Regions from separate parts of the Mus musculus genome. Here all the other regions are linked to region 1. A link is a contact called in public HiChIP or PLAC-seq data. All regions are on one chromosome and are shown on one strand. Each heading gives the region's core, a stretch centred on a gene start, on an enhancer-like site or on the middle of the called end of the contact. The rest is flanking DNA. Distances are from core to core; before and after follow the strand shown.

Evidence for each region. HiChIP or PLAC-seq counts read pairs in DNA pulled down with a chosen protein or histone mark.
Region 2: a contact with region 1 is called in an H3K27ac HiChIP or PLAC-seq map of oligodendrocyte precursor cells, with 5 times the contacts expected there. The contact joins two enhancer-like sites. A contact is called at or near these places in 10 of 115 datasets of contacts at active chromatin or transcription factors (SST interneurons, astrocytes, differentiating embryonic stem cells and 6 more).
Region 3: a contact with region 1 is called in an H3K4me3 HiChIP or PLAC-seq map of embryonic basal ganglia, with 2.7 times the contacts expected there. The contact joins two enhancer-like sites. A contact is called at or near these places in 7 of 115 datasets of contacts at active chromatin or transcription factors (embryonic basal ganglia, embryonic forebrain, embryonic hindbrain and 4 more).

What each region holds. Positions count from the first base shown.
Region 1 is chr3:34,662,727-34,666,545 of GRCm38.p6, reverse strand. All of the region lies in intron 4 of Sox2ot (SOX2 overlapping transcript (non-protein coding)), which reads right to left. Among named protein-coding and RNA genes, the nearest start is that of Sox2, 15 kb to the right of the region's middle. Within about 2 kb of position 2,120, at least 82 of the 459 cell types and tissues checked have an H3K27ac peak or open chromatin away from gene starts, as enhancers often do. A contact at or near this core is called in SST interneurons, embryonic basal ganglia and oligodendrocyte precursor cells, where this site is marked.
Region 2 is chr3:34,196,222-34,200,040 of GRCm38.p6, reverse strand. No RefSeq gene overlaps it. Among named protein-coding and RNA genes, the nearest start is that of Gm52623, 69 kb to the left of the region's middle. Within about 2 kb of position 1,615, at least 32 of the 459 cell types and tissues checked have an H3K27ac peak or open chromatin away from gene starts, as enhancers often do. A contact at or near this core is called in SST interneurons and oligodendrocyte precursor cells, where this site is marked.
Region 3 is chr3:34,320,601-34,324,419 of GRCm38.p6, reverse strand. It overlaps Gm38505 (predicted gene, 38505), which reads left to right. Exons shown (of 5, transcript NR_166363.1): 4 at 2,060-2,183. Among named protein-coding and RNA genes, the nearest start is that of Gm38505, 29 kb to the left of the region's middle. Within about 2 kb of position 1,694, at least 20 of the 459 cell types and tissues checked have an H3K27ac peak or open chromatin away from gene starts, as enhancers often do. A contact at or near this core is called in embryonic basal ganglia, where this site is marked.

The sequences.
Region 1 (3,819 bases), core at 871-3,370:
GGAAAGTAGGGCAAGCCAGATGGTAATAGCGTCATTAACACACAAACTTGGGGGGGGGGCAGGCGAGTGAAGCTTGAAATCAGAGAGGAGCTCAGGAGAACAAAGGGGGCTGCTGTGAAGAGCCCCCCCCATCCCCCTGCTGGCCAGAGCTAGGGGGCTGCTGTGAAGAGCCCCTCCATCCCCCCTGCTGGCCAGAGCTAGGAGCCCCTAGGTACTGGGGGTCTGATCTTGTCCAGAATTGGATAATAAACAGTGGCGTTGCCCATCTTTCAGTGTGATTTAGTACAGAAAAAAACTTTTCCAGTAGGCAAACTTAACAGTCATTCACAGGTAGCCCTTCGTGCTCTGAAGTGGCAGGAGTGGGCCTTCAATTCAGATGTGTGCCCCTCACACTGGTGTGATAAGCCCTGCAACTGTTGACACTCTAAGAAATGGAAGTTCTGCTTAGTGTAAGTTTCAGACAAAAGTTTGCCTCCCTCCCCTTATGTAAACACGGTAGGCAAACAAGACAGGTTTGGAAGCAGCTCCTTTTAAAAAAAAATTTGGTGTTGGGTTTTGGTGCCTAGGTGTTGGAAGGGGTTGTGGCAAACTACGGGTTTTACTTTGGAAAACGTTGACGTTCGAATCCAACTCTTACTGAATAGATACAGTTTAGAAAGAGCAGCGAAGATACTAGGACAGTATTAAAGTGGTAATAATAATAGTGTTTGTTCTAACTACCTCAACAGAGCAGGAAGTGCAGTTGTAACTGACAAGACAGAAAATTAGTAACTGTGTCATTTCATTAACACAACACAATACAATATGTACATACACATATACACAATGCATTATTAAAAGGAAAAGCAATGTTCTTGACACAGACAATATGCCATACACAGCTTCTGGAAGACAGCAAGCAAAGGTGACAGGGATCAAGCGTTTGACTGACTTGAGTGATACCTGTTAGCAGCTAAAAGTTGACGAGGTACAAGCTAAACCGAACTAGTTCCCCCCCTTTCTCCTTCAAAGCAAAACCGAAAACAGCACACACACACACACACACACACCCTCTAGCACTCTCAAACTGGAGCTCTTTAAAGACCCCGAGGACTTACGCTCAAGGCATTATTCAGAAAACACTGAGCCCGGTCGTTCGTCACAGGCAATTGTTAAAGGCTTTCAAAGAGCCGATCAAACGCGGCCAGAGTAATCTACATTGGAGTCCGGATGGTGGAGTTACGGCGTACACCTGCGGGATGTTTGCTGTCGCTGCCCCTCGCAGAGCTACAAATCTTGATTAAAGCTCCCTGCCTAACTGCCTAAGTTGCTCCCCAGTTTGGAAAGTTTCTTGGGACAGTTTATTTTGACCAGAGAGCTGTTTAGACACTGCAGCCAGAGAGGAGTTGAAGCCACCAAGGTGGGGAGGGACAGGGGCGGTGAGCAACTGGGAAGGTCTGTTTCTTGCATGGACTTTTTTGAACAGAGCCTTCATCCAAGCAGAGACAACCGAGATAGAAGTCCTGATTCGTGGCTTGCCTTTGAGTTCCTGTGTCTCCAAAACTCCTTTCACTGTCTTTGCCACAACTTTTTGTTGGATGGCAATACCAGTTCGTAGCTTTCCTTAATCTATTCCCACAGGTGTCCACCCTAGAGCCTGTTTCCAGCTTCGACCAGCACTCCTTTTCTAGTACAAAACTTTATCTCCCCCCGCCCCTGCCCCAGTCCGACTCTAGTTTGAAACTTTCGCTTTTGATTCATTTGTTTGAGATTATTTCCCCTCCTTTTCTGCGTTGGCTAGGTTTCCACTGTTTTTACCCTGAGGGACAAAAAAATGTGAAGTTGTGAGAAAAGACGATGCGAGGGTCGGACAGTTGGAGGCGGGAGGGACGTCAACGTCTGTCTGCAGTCAGCTAGTAAGTCCGCAAGCCCTCTGCAATCCCTGTGTGACCCATTTGGGGAGTGGGGTGGAGACTAACCGGCTGCCCGCAATGCCAAGATCAACACTCGGAGCGAATGTTATCAATAGACCAATTTTCTGCTCTTACCCGGGGCTTTTTTGTTTCATTCCTAAGTGGAGAGTGTCTGAGCTGCGCAAGACGCAACTGCACGGAGGCGCCCGGAAAGAGAGGGCGCTAGAAGCGGGAGACGCAAATATGGAAATTAACTCATTAGGAAGGGGTGTGGTTAGCGCGAAGCCCCCTCCTCCATCCCTTCCTTTCTCCCTCGCTGCCACCGTCCTGGCTTGCTAAATATGAGATTACAAACAAACAAATAAAGCAGAAGCTGACTACGCTGACTACGCAGCCCCAGATCAAGCACGCTCCAGATAATTCTCTGCACTCAGCGCCGAGGCCAGTTCTGCCACACAGCACCCGCCCCTGCCGCCACCGGGGGCTGCGGCGTTCCCTGCGCCATCTCCCGCCGCCCGGGACTGCAGCGGGGCCGCCGTCACCTTTCGAAGGCGCAGCACGTGGTCCCAACACTCGGCGGGGTGCACGTTTTAAACCCTAAGACGCCAGCTTCAGCCACTGTGGCGCCCTTCCGAGGGCCTCTGCTGACCTCGAGGTTCTTCTGCAAAGGCCCTGGGTGCTGGTGTGCTCTGAGGGAGAAAACAATCGAGCTTAGAAAAGAATGTTCCCGAGTCTCTGACCTGGGCTCCCCCCGCCCTCTGCGGTGCCGTACTCCCAGCGCGAGATTGCAGTGTACCAGGGCTCGGGTGAGACAAAAATTGGCACCAAGGCGGAAGCCTGCTTAGCGTCAGAGCCCGAGGTTGAGATATTAACAAAAGACGAGGTGCCTAGGAGTGAAGTCTGTGGGGTTGGACCGCCTGGGGTGCAAAATTCAGTGTCTAAATAAAATCGTGCGTGCGGGGGGGTGGGGTGACAATTAAAATGAAACAAAATGCGAAACTCGTCCTCAGTTGAGTCGGTCTTCCTACTCTCTAAGTCTTTATACAACCCTGTATCTAAGTCCTCAAAGCGAGGCGTAGTATAAGGCTTTAGGCAAAAATGATACTTCTAATGGCTGTCCTTCCGGCGACCGACCTCCCCGCCCCGGCTCCCATCCTAGTGCTCCCGTAGCTGCGGGCCCCTTGGAGGAGGCTGCGCAGTCCCAAGCTTCCCGCTGCCCGCAGGCCACCGCGTCTCAATGCGGGTATTGTCCGCCGCGGGTGGGGAGGCCAGACGACCAACACACAAGAATAGCAATGTGCCCGACTCCTGTTAAGAGAAAGTTTCCAAATGTCCTCCTTGTGCTGAAATACTACTTTTTAAAAAGTGCGAGTGCGTGTTTCGGTGGGCAAAGATTCGTTTTTGAAAGTCCACTCTCAATTCCTCAACGTTTTCCACTTCTTTTAAGTTCTCAGAAAAGGAGAGAGTGGGCAGAGAAGTGACTCGATTTGGGGGGTGGGGGATTGTAAATATGGTTGACGGTCAGTGGGACGGTTTTGAAATACCGGCAGTTGTCACCCAGGTCTGGTTCGGGGACGCGGGGACAGATGCTCGGTTGGCGCACAGAGTGGGAGGAGGGCCCCGGGGCGCGTGTGCTCAGAAGCGTTTCGCACCTCCTGTTTATCTTAGAAAGGCGCGGAGGGGTGGGTGGGAGCGAATTGTTCCTTTTCCCCGACAGGCAGTATTAGTTGACTAAAATGGAGAGGCGGGCACACACAAAAACAAAACCTCCACAGGCTGCGAGTCTCTCTCCTCTGACCCGAATTCCAAAGGCTGGGACTTGCCACTCAGAAGACCCTAGCGTCCGCGGTCTTGTGACCACAGCAGAAGCAGCGGTGGATGCCTTTAGAACTGGGCCTTTGGGGACAAGGGTGATGAGGCTATCTTT
Region 2 (3,819 bases), core at 366-2,865, 470 kb after region 1:
GAGTCTAAAGGAGCTTGACTCAAAAAATAATTAGTATGTGACCTTTTTATATGTGTGGTTCCTTTGTCCCTGAGTCTTAGACCTAATTATTTACAGCGGCTACATCAAAACCCATGCAGAGGTGGGGCTACAAGAGAATGTATGTCCTGTATTGGGTCACCCATCTTCCCACTACAGTTTTAGTGCATGGTGGAAGTTGGTACTCTTCCCTCCAGGGTCATGGGTCACTGGACCAATCTTAGTGTTGATCAAAATATGCGTGTGCTTTGTTCTCGCTGCCCACAGAACCTGGATGCCTCTGGGTTTATAGTGATGTTATTGTCTAAGGAAGCCCATTGCTCATCACCATGTAAGGTGAGTGGACCAATCATCATGCTTACAAAGAGAGGGCACCTCCCACATCTTCTCAAAGGCATCCCATGTGACAGCTAGAGAGAGTGAGATTCTACCAACATGACAGTGAACAGCCCAGAGCAGCACTCACAGAGCCTAGAGTTAAGACCAGCCAGCCCCTTTTCTGTACCCTGAAAACAGAAAGCAAGCACCCCCTGGTAGGGCGGCCTAGGGACCATCAGAACCTCAGGGCACAGACCCTTCCATGCCAGGGGAGGTAAAGTCCAGCTTGAACCTCCGCCTCCTCTCAGGTTCTCCAAGCCCCTCGAGAACACTGGAAGTTTGGTGGCCTCTGTGATGGAAAACAGCCTTGACTCTTAACAAAAGTCTCCAAGCAGCCCTAACAAGAAGGCAGGACACCAAAACCCTCAAAAAAGTCTCAGACTCACCAGCACCTCTCAGAAATCTCACCCTCTATTCCTGTAACTTTTGAAGATACCCCACAGATCTTAGATTCCTAAGATCCCTGGAATTAGCTGATCGGCGGTTGCTTTGGCTTTACAAAGAATAAAATATGTAGTATATCAGTTGTTATGTCAAAGAATAGGGGGCTTGCAAGCCAGAAATGCAATGATCCTGGTGACCCAGTCACTACTCAGGGATTAACCAGCTCTCCAGGTCCCCAGCACACGGACAGCAATCTTATACAACACTGTCTAAACCAGAGGGAAGCAGAAATTCTCACGGCTTTACCACCAAGAGCCATCAGAGGTTCTCAAAACTTTAAGCAGGCAGCTAAGCATCCACGGGCTGAACCGTTAGGCCCCATGGGCTTTCTGGTCTGATTACACATTTCTAATACCTTCTTTGCAGAGACACTTCACCTAACATAAAGTATGTCCATTTCAGCAGAAGCACTCTGATAACCCTCAAGAAAAGTTATGAAAAATAAGATATTGATTGTACACGAGACCAGCTAACAGCACACATTATCGATGCCGAGGGTCAGCAATGATGGGGGTCAACACTGTAAGGCATCGTTCCCAGATACTGATGTGGGTCAGCACATAGAGTACCACACCACCTCACCGATAGGTTACTACACGCTAACTGACTTGCTCTTCCTCCTGTGCCCAGCCCCGTCCCTCAGGTTTCAGTCTACTATCCAGGAACTGTTATAATCAGAGGTAAAGCCCTTTGAAACTGCAATACCAGCACAAACCAGTACCCCAGTGCCACCTTCACGGCAGCTGGCCAGGCATGCTGTTTCAAAGTCAGGCGTTAGGAGGCAGCAATGACTCAAAACCTCGAGGCTTGGAGATGTGGCTTCAGGAAGTTGGCAAAAAGGAACAGCCAGAGTGTGGAAAACAGACCTGTCTGAGGCAATCCTCTGGGAATTCAGATTCCATGTGACAAACCGTCAGAGGGACATGGCTTGTCCCTCATCAAGACTCGTGTGAGACCACCTGAGTCCTGTATTGTGCATTGCATCTCTCTATTAGACAATAACAACAACAAACCTTCAGCCAAGAGTCTAAAGAGTTAAACAGTCCTTAAAGCCCCTGATCTCACTGGGTTGTTTTGCTCTTGGCTCTGGGAGCAGGAAGGCTGCCTCTGTGGGGTTCTGCGCCTCACCTTTGAAATGTGGTCTTCAGTATAAACACTTTTCATGCCACCCTGAGACAGGAGAGCTGGCTGTGCTCATTTATGCCATTCTGGCTGAGCTACCTCTCAAACTTAAAATAACACTGTGGCTACTTACAAGTGCCAATGTTCCGTTTGCCTTTTTAAGATTACCTGTGGCATGGGCTCTAATCCAAAGTATAAGGTTTCAGGTAACTGATCTGTCTGACTTCTGGGACGTTAAAAATGCACTTTTCCCTTTCTCAAACAGGAAACTACCTTTGTTATTTGTATTATGGTTCATTGAAATGTTTAAATGACAAGACATTTTGCTTAAGTCACCTTTAAAATGGTTTGACTTTTAAGTAGCAAAACAACTCCTCTCTCTCTCTCTCTCTCTCTCTCTCTCTCTCTCTCTGATGTTTATTGTGAGAAAATATGTTCACATAATTTTTGCTACAATTTTACCTCATGCATAAATGGAGAGAAATCATGATGACTGGAACTTAAAAGGGAAATGTACAAGGGGTGCTTAGCTCACAGAAGCAACCCCAGAGCTAGTGCCTGTGATACTCACAGGGTATCTTAAACTACTACACTAGCACGCGTATGTTCCATGCCACACAAAGCTCAGCATCACAGATCACAAGAGGAAGCAGCACTGAGAACGTTGATTGTCACCAGTAAAAACCAGCTAAGTCAACCAGAATTCACATCAAACAACGCAAACGTGGCAGGAAGCTCCCTTCCCTTCAAGGAGTGCGTGCTTATCCCAAACGCCTCCAACAAGCAAACCTCAGCTCTGTTGCAACGAATCCTGAACAGGGATGGAAGAAAACAGCTCACGTTACTTACTGTTCTTAAGCCGTCTATCCACACATCCTTCTGGCTCCGACGGGTGAAGAGGGGTTGGTGAGAAGAAATCTAGCAGGCAAAAAGAAGAGGGAAGTAAGTGTTAGTCGTCGGGAAACTCACATCTGCGGGTTCTCTTGAAGCAGTCCCCACAAGATCCCAGCACACGCAGAGAAAGGAAAAAGTTGGCAGAATCCTCACACCTTCATTCTTTCCAATCACGCGGAGCTCCAAACTTTCCCTGCTCAGACCGCTCAGTCTCCTGGACAGCGAGACGTCCAACTTCGGCCCCACTGGAGACGACTGAGTCCACAGAGCCACGGTAACTTCAACACCCGGTCCACAGCTCCCGCTTCTCTCCCATTCTCCATTCACTTTTTTCCCTTCCTAGGGAACGCTCATAGGTCTGTTCTCCGTGCCCCCCTAGTCAGGCCTGGCTTTGAAATGCATTTCAATCTCTCCACACAGACTGCTTTCATTGCATTTAGAGTCCCACTAAGGCCCAGCTTTAAAAGCTACGGATTCTTTTTTTCTTTAGCCTTCCTCACAAAGGAAGGGTATTTTGTAAATTACCAGCTCGTTCAGATCAACAAAAGGTACTTTCATAGAAAGCCCCATTTCATTTTGCTCAAATTTGATTACAAGGATGGAGAAAAGGGAAGGAAGTCAAAAAGAAAGCCCCAGATGGCTTCTCCATTCATCGCCGTGAATGAGCTTTATCTCTGCCTTTTGAAACCGCAGCCGTGGAAAAGCATTTCTGTTGGCTTAAAAAACTTGACAAAAATTATTGGTTTGCCATTTCTCATGCAACAGCCATTGGGAACTGGATGAAAAGACTTTTTCATGGAATCGCCTGCTTGGATCAAAATAATGGAGATTAGGTATTTCATTATAAATTACAGTGGGAGATAGAGCGCCTGTCATATTAATAGCTACCTGCTCGTGGCCTTCAATGTAGCTGTTCTCCTAGACAAAGGACCAAGAGGGTTGTCTATTGAGCTTGTACTTTAG
Region 3 (3,819 bases), core at 445-2,944, 340 kb after region 1:
ACACACACACACACACACACACACAGGAGTACACTCACTAGTACATCCAGAAGTTGCTAGTTGTGCATGTTCATCAGATGGTGTGCTTTCACATTCTTCCACTTTCCACAAAACCATGCATATGTGAAGGATGCAGAACTGCTCTGTACCCCAAGCTGACTTTCCACATTCCTTCCGGTAGCACAGGACTTGGGCATAATAAATGCCTGACCAGTAAGTGAGAAGGGACCATCCCGCGGGGGGCGGTCTAGTCGAAGACACACAGTCCCACTGCTCTGCTCTGTGACCTGCAAGAACTGGGTGAGTGCTCTTTTGGCACTGAGTCAGCCTAGCTGTATGAATGAGCTTTGAGTCCTTTGTGTAAGTTGTGGCCCAAGCTCACACACTTCCCTAGCTTTGTGGCTTTGACCAAGCCTTTACATTTCTAAGCCTTAGTATCTTTACTCTGTGGGGATTATAATAACAGTGGGATCTATATAAGGGACCTGACAGAGTTTGGTAGTAAGAAGATGTGTTATGAGTATTTGGTGTGATGTGGCACCCGCCCCAGTGACTATGGACTGACTCGGTTACTCTCAGTTATATCTGGGGCATAAGCCTATTAGTACAGTGCTAGGGCAGAGTCTGTAGCCAGTCTCTGCTCACGCTTTACCTGCCACACACCTAGAAAGGCCCAGCACGGAAACAGGCAGAGGATGTCTCCCACAAAAATAAAAACAAAAACAAAAATGAAAACCTGAAGCATCATATAAAATCTGGGCTCTTGTAGCTGAGAACTTGCTCCTCAGTGCTGGGTTTCACCTCGGGAGCTCCTTCAGTGCTCCAGGAGCCACTCTGGCCAATAGCATCTGCCTCACTGATGAGAGCCTGAGACACTCTCAGGGAGGGGTCCCTCAGCAGGCTTCATTCCCAGTGGCTGGGATACAGGAAGTGCCAAATGGATTCCTCGGGAAACACAAAGTCTTTAGCCCATTGGGCTTTCTAATGTTTTTACTGTAGATTGTGTGTCTCCCCCTAATTGTTCTATAAGCTTTTAATTCTCAGATATCACATGTCAACTGTGCCAGTGATACATATAAAATAAGTGAATAGTGCAAATAATTAAACAACTTATCACTGGCTAGCATAATGTGAGAGTAATGCCCCAGAAAACCTGTGTGCTGAATTCTATGTTTTATGAAGTAGTTCTGGCAGTCTGGTGACCTACGACTATAGGCACATCTGTAAGTACTTATGTGCGCATAGCGGAAATGCACACATGGATACAAACCCATATTAATAATGCATGCCTTCTACCAACAAGGGAAGAAGCCTGTATATAGAAATGAGCTTAAAGGTAGAAGCATATATATTGCAGAAGCACTCTTGCAAGCCTCAGACGGCCACGGCTGTATTGCAGCTGACAGGACCTGCCTGGCACAGCCAGATGCGACACTTCTCATCACAGGCCTCTCCTCGCTGAGCCTTGGCTGGTGCATCAGGCCTTGCTGCGGTGGGATAATAACTGACAGCAGGCTGACACGCAGCCCAAAGAGAGTTCCATCAGGAGGTCTCCTGGGCCCGGGGATCAGTGGGCTTAAAATATTAGGACGTGATAGAGTTAACACTTGCCCTTGAGCAGATGGTTTCGAACATTCTGTCAACACTGCCAGTGATTACTGCAAACAGATTCTCTGTCCCAGAGGGACGGGAGTGAAGTGCTTTCGAGCTCTGATGCTCGGCTGAGAGGTGTAAAATGTGTCATTTCCAGGGTCTTCTCTCAGCTGTGAGAAGTGCAGACGCTTGTTCCCCACATGGGGCAGCCAGAGCCACCATTGAATGAAGAGCCTCTGCCAGCATGTGAGGCCACAACACAGACCTGGCTTGGTTTGAGCCTCCCTAGTCTGTGGTGTTGGGATGCTATGCCTTGTGGGTTTCTTTGTATAATTTGCATATTAGTAGTTGTAAGGTCTCCAGTGCCTATCATCAGAGTGAGAGGAGAGAAGAGACAAAAAATAAGACTGCTAAAATGTTACAAAACAGAACCTCACACACTGCCTTTTTTTCACTTGATATTTAGAGCCGCCCTGTCAGCTCTGTGTTGGATTTAAAACAGTGGTGATCAACTCTTGGAGTCAAGTCATCTTGCCAGGTTAGATGCAGATATCACTATCATGTCTGGCTCAGTGTTCATTCTCAATATGGTAAGTTTATCTTGACAGGGTGGGGAGAGGGTTTCTCTTCAAACACAAACTATCACCCACTCCTGTTGCATGAACGGGCTTATAAGAATGAAGAGACAAAGTTATCAGTGATGGGAGGACCTGGGAAACAACAGGAAAGTCCCCTTTCACAGCTAAAAGAACCAGAGAGGCCCACAGTAGGGGCACCAATCAGTACCAACCCAGCTAATATGTTCTGTCTGCAAAATACACGGTGCCATGTGGAATGCTGTCAGCTAAGAAAATGGAGCTGGGACGTAAGGGCAATCGCAGAGCTGAAGACAAGCCTGCACTTTAGGATAGCACAGTAGAAGGAACAGGTGCAGGACCACCTCCCTACCACAACCACATCTGATCAATCGGAAAATAAGATGCTAGCCAGGGTAGCGCACACCTGTCTTCCAAACACTTGGGATAAGCAGCAGCAAGATGTGGGGGGTTCAGGGTCAATCTCAAAACAGCCAATGAAAGGCTGGCCTGGGCTACATGAGAACCTGACTCCAACCCAAACAAAACGGAAAGCCCTCAAATTAATAACAATGAATTGCTGGGTTCACAAGGACCCGCTCTCTCCAAGCACATCCTGTGTAGAGGTCATGACACCAGGAGCTGATTCCAAGCTCCGGCAGCTGATCAACAGATACTGACTCTGATGGCAAATGCCTCACAGGCCAGCCAAACCAGCCAGAGCCAGTGCGTATAGAGGGTTTTCTTGTCTACCCAAAAATAGGTAGAGAGAAGCAGGAGACAGGGAATGCTTCAAGCATGGAGAGCCAATTCCAGCTCCCATGGCCAAGGCTGTACTAACTTCGCCTTCCTTCCTCTGCCTCAGTGCTCAGAACACCTGCACTCCCAAGTCTTTTTCTTGGATTTTTTTTTAATAAGAAAAAAATTAACAAAGTACAATTTGTTGACAGTGTTCACAGCCGCACAGTGGGTGTTCCACCTATGCGCGCTGTCGTGCGTTTCTTGCTGTTTTCTGCAGGTGCTAAATACTCGCTGACAGCAACATATGTTACCAATTGAGAATGGTGTTTAAAAAAAAAAAAAACCCTCGTAATTAAGGAGTGCTCTCAGCTTGAAAAAAAATACAGGTGAAAGCTGCCTCTGCCTGAAGATTTGTTCTGATTTAGTTTCCTCTGCCGCTGAGAGAGTTCTGAATGTACACAGGAAGGACGTTCTTATGATTATTATCTGTGTGCATAGCTGTAATAATGCAGAGTTGTCACCAAAAGACTTGGGCTGACATCTCCTCCAGAAAAAAACTATTTATTCATTGATTTTTTTTTTGTTATGTTGTGTTTTGTTTTGCTTTGTTTGTTTTCGTGATTCTTTTAAAGTTTCTCATGTTCCTTTTAATAACATACTTAGGTTTTCTGGGAAACCGTGCAGACACACCCAAAAAGACTTTATTATGCTATGTAAACGTCAAAGTTGTCTATAAACAGAGTGCAAATTCTTTGATCTTTTTGTTACCTTCTAGCTATGTACAAGATGACCTGTGCACAATTAGATGGAAGTCCCTGTGATTTCACCCCTGTGAGTTTCAGAGATGGTTTCTTACCATTAGGGGATTTTATAGCCACATCTACCTCTTCCTTTAGGGAATGATGGGGCG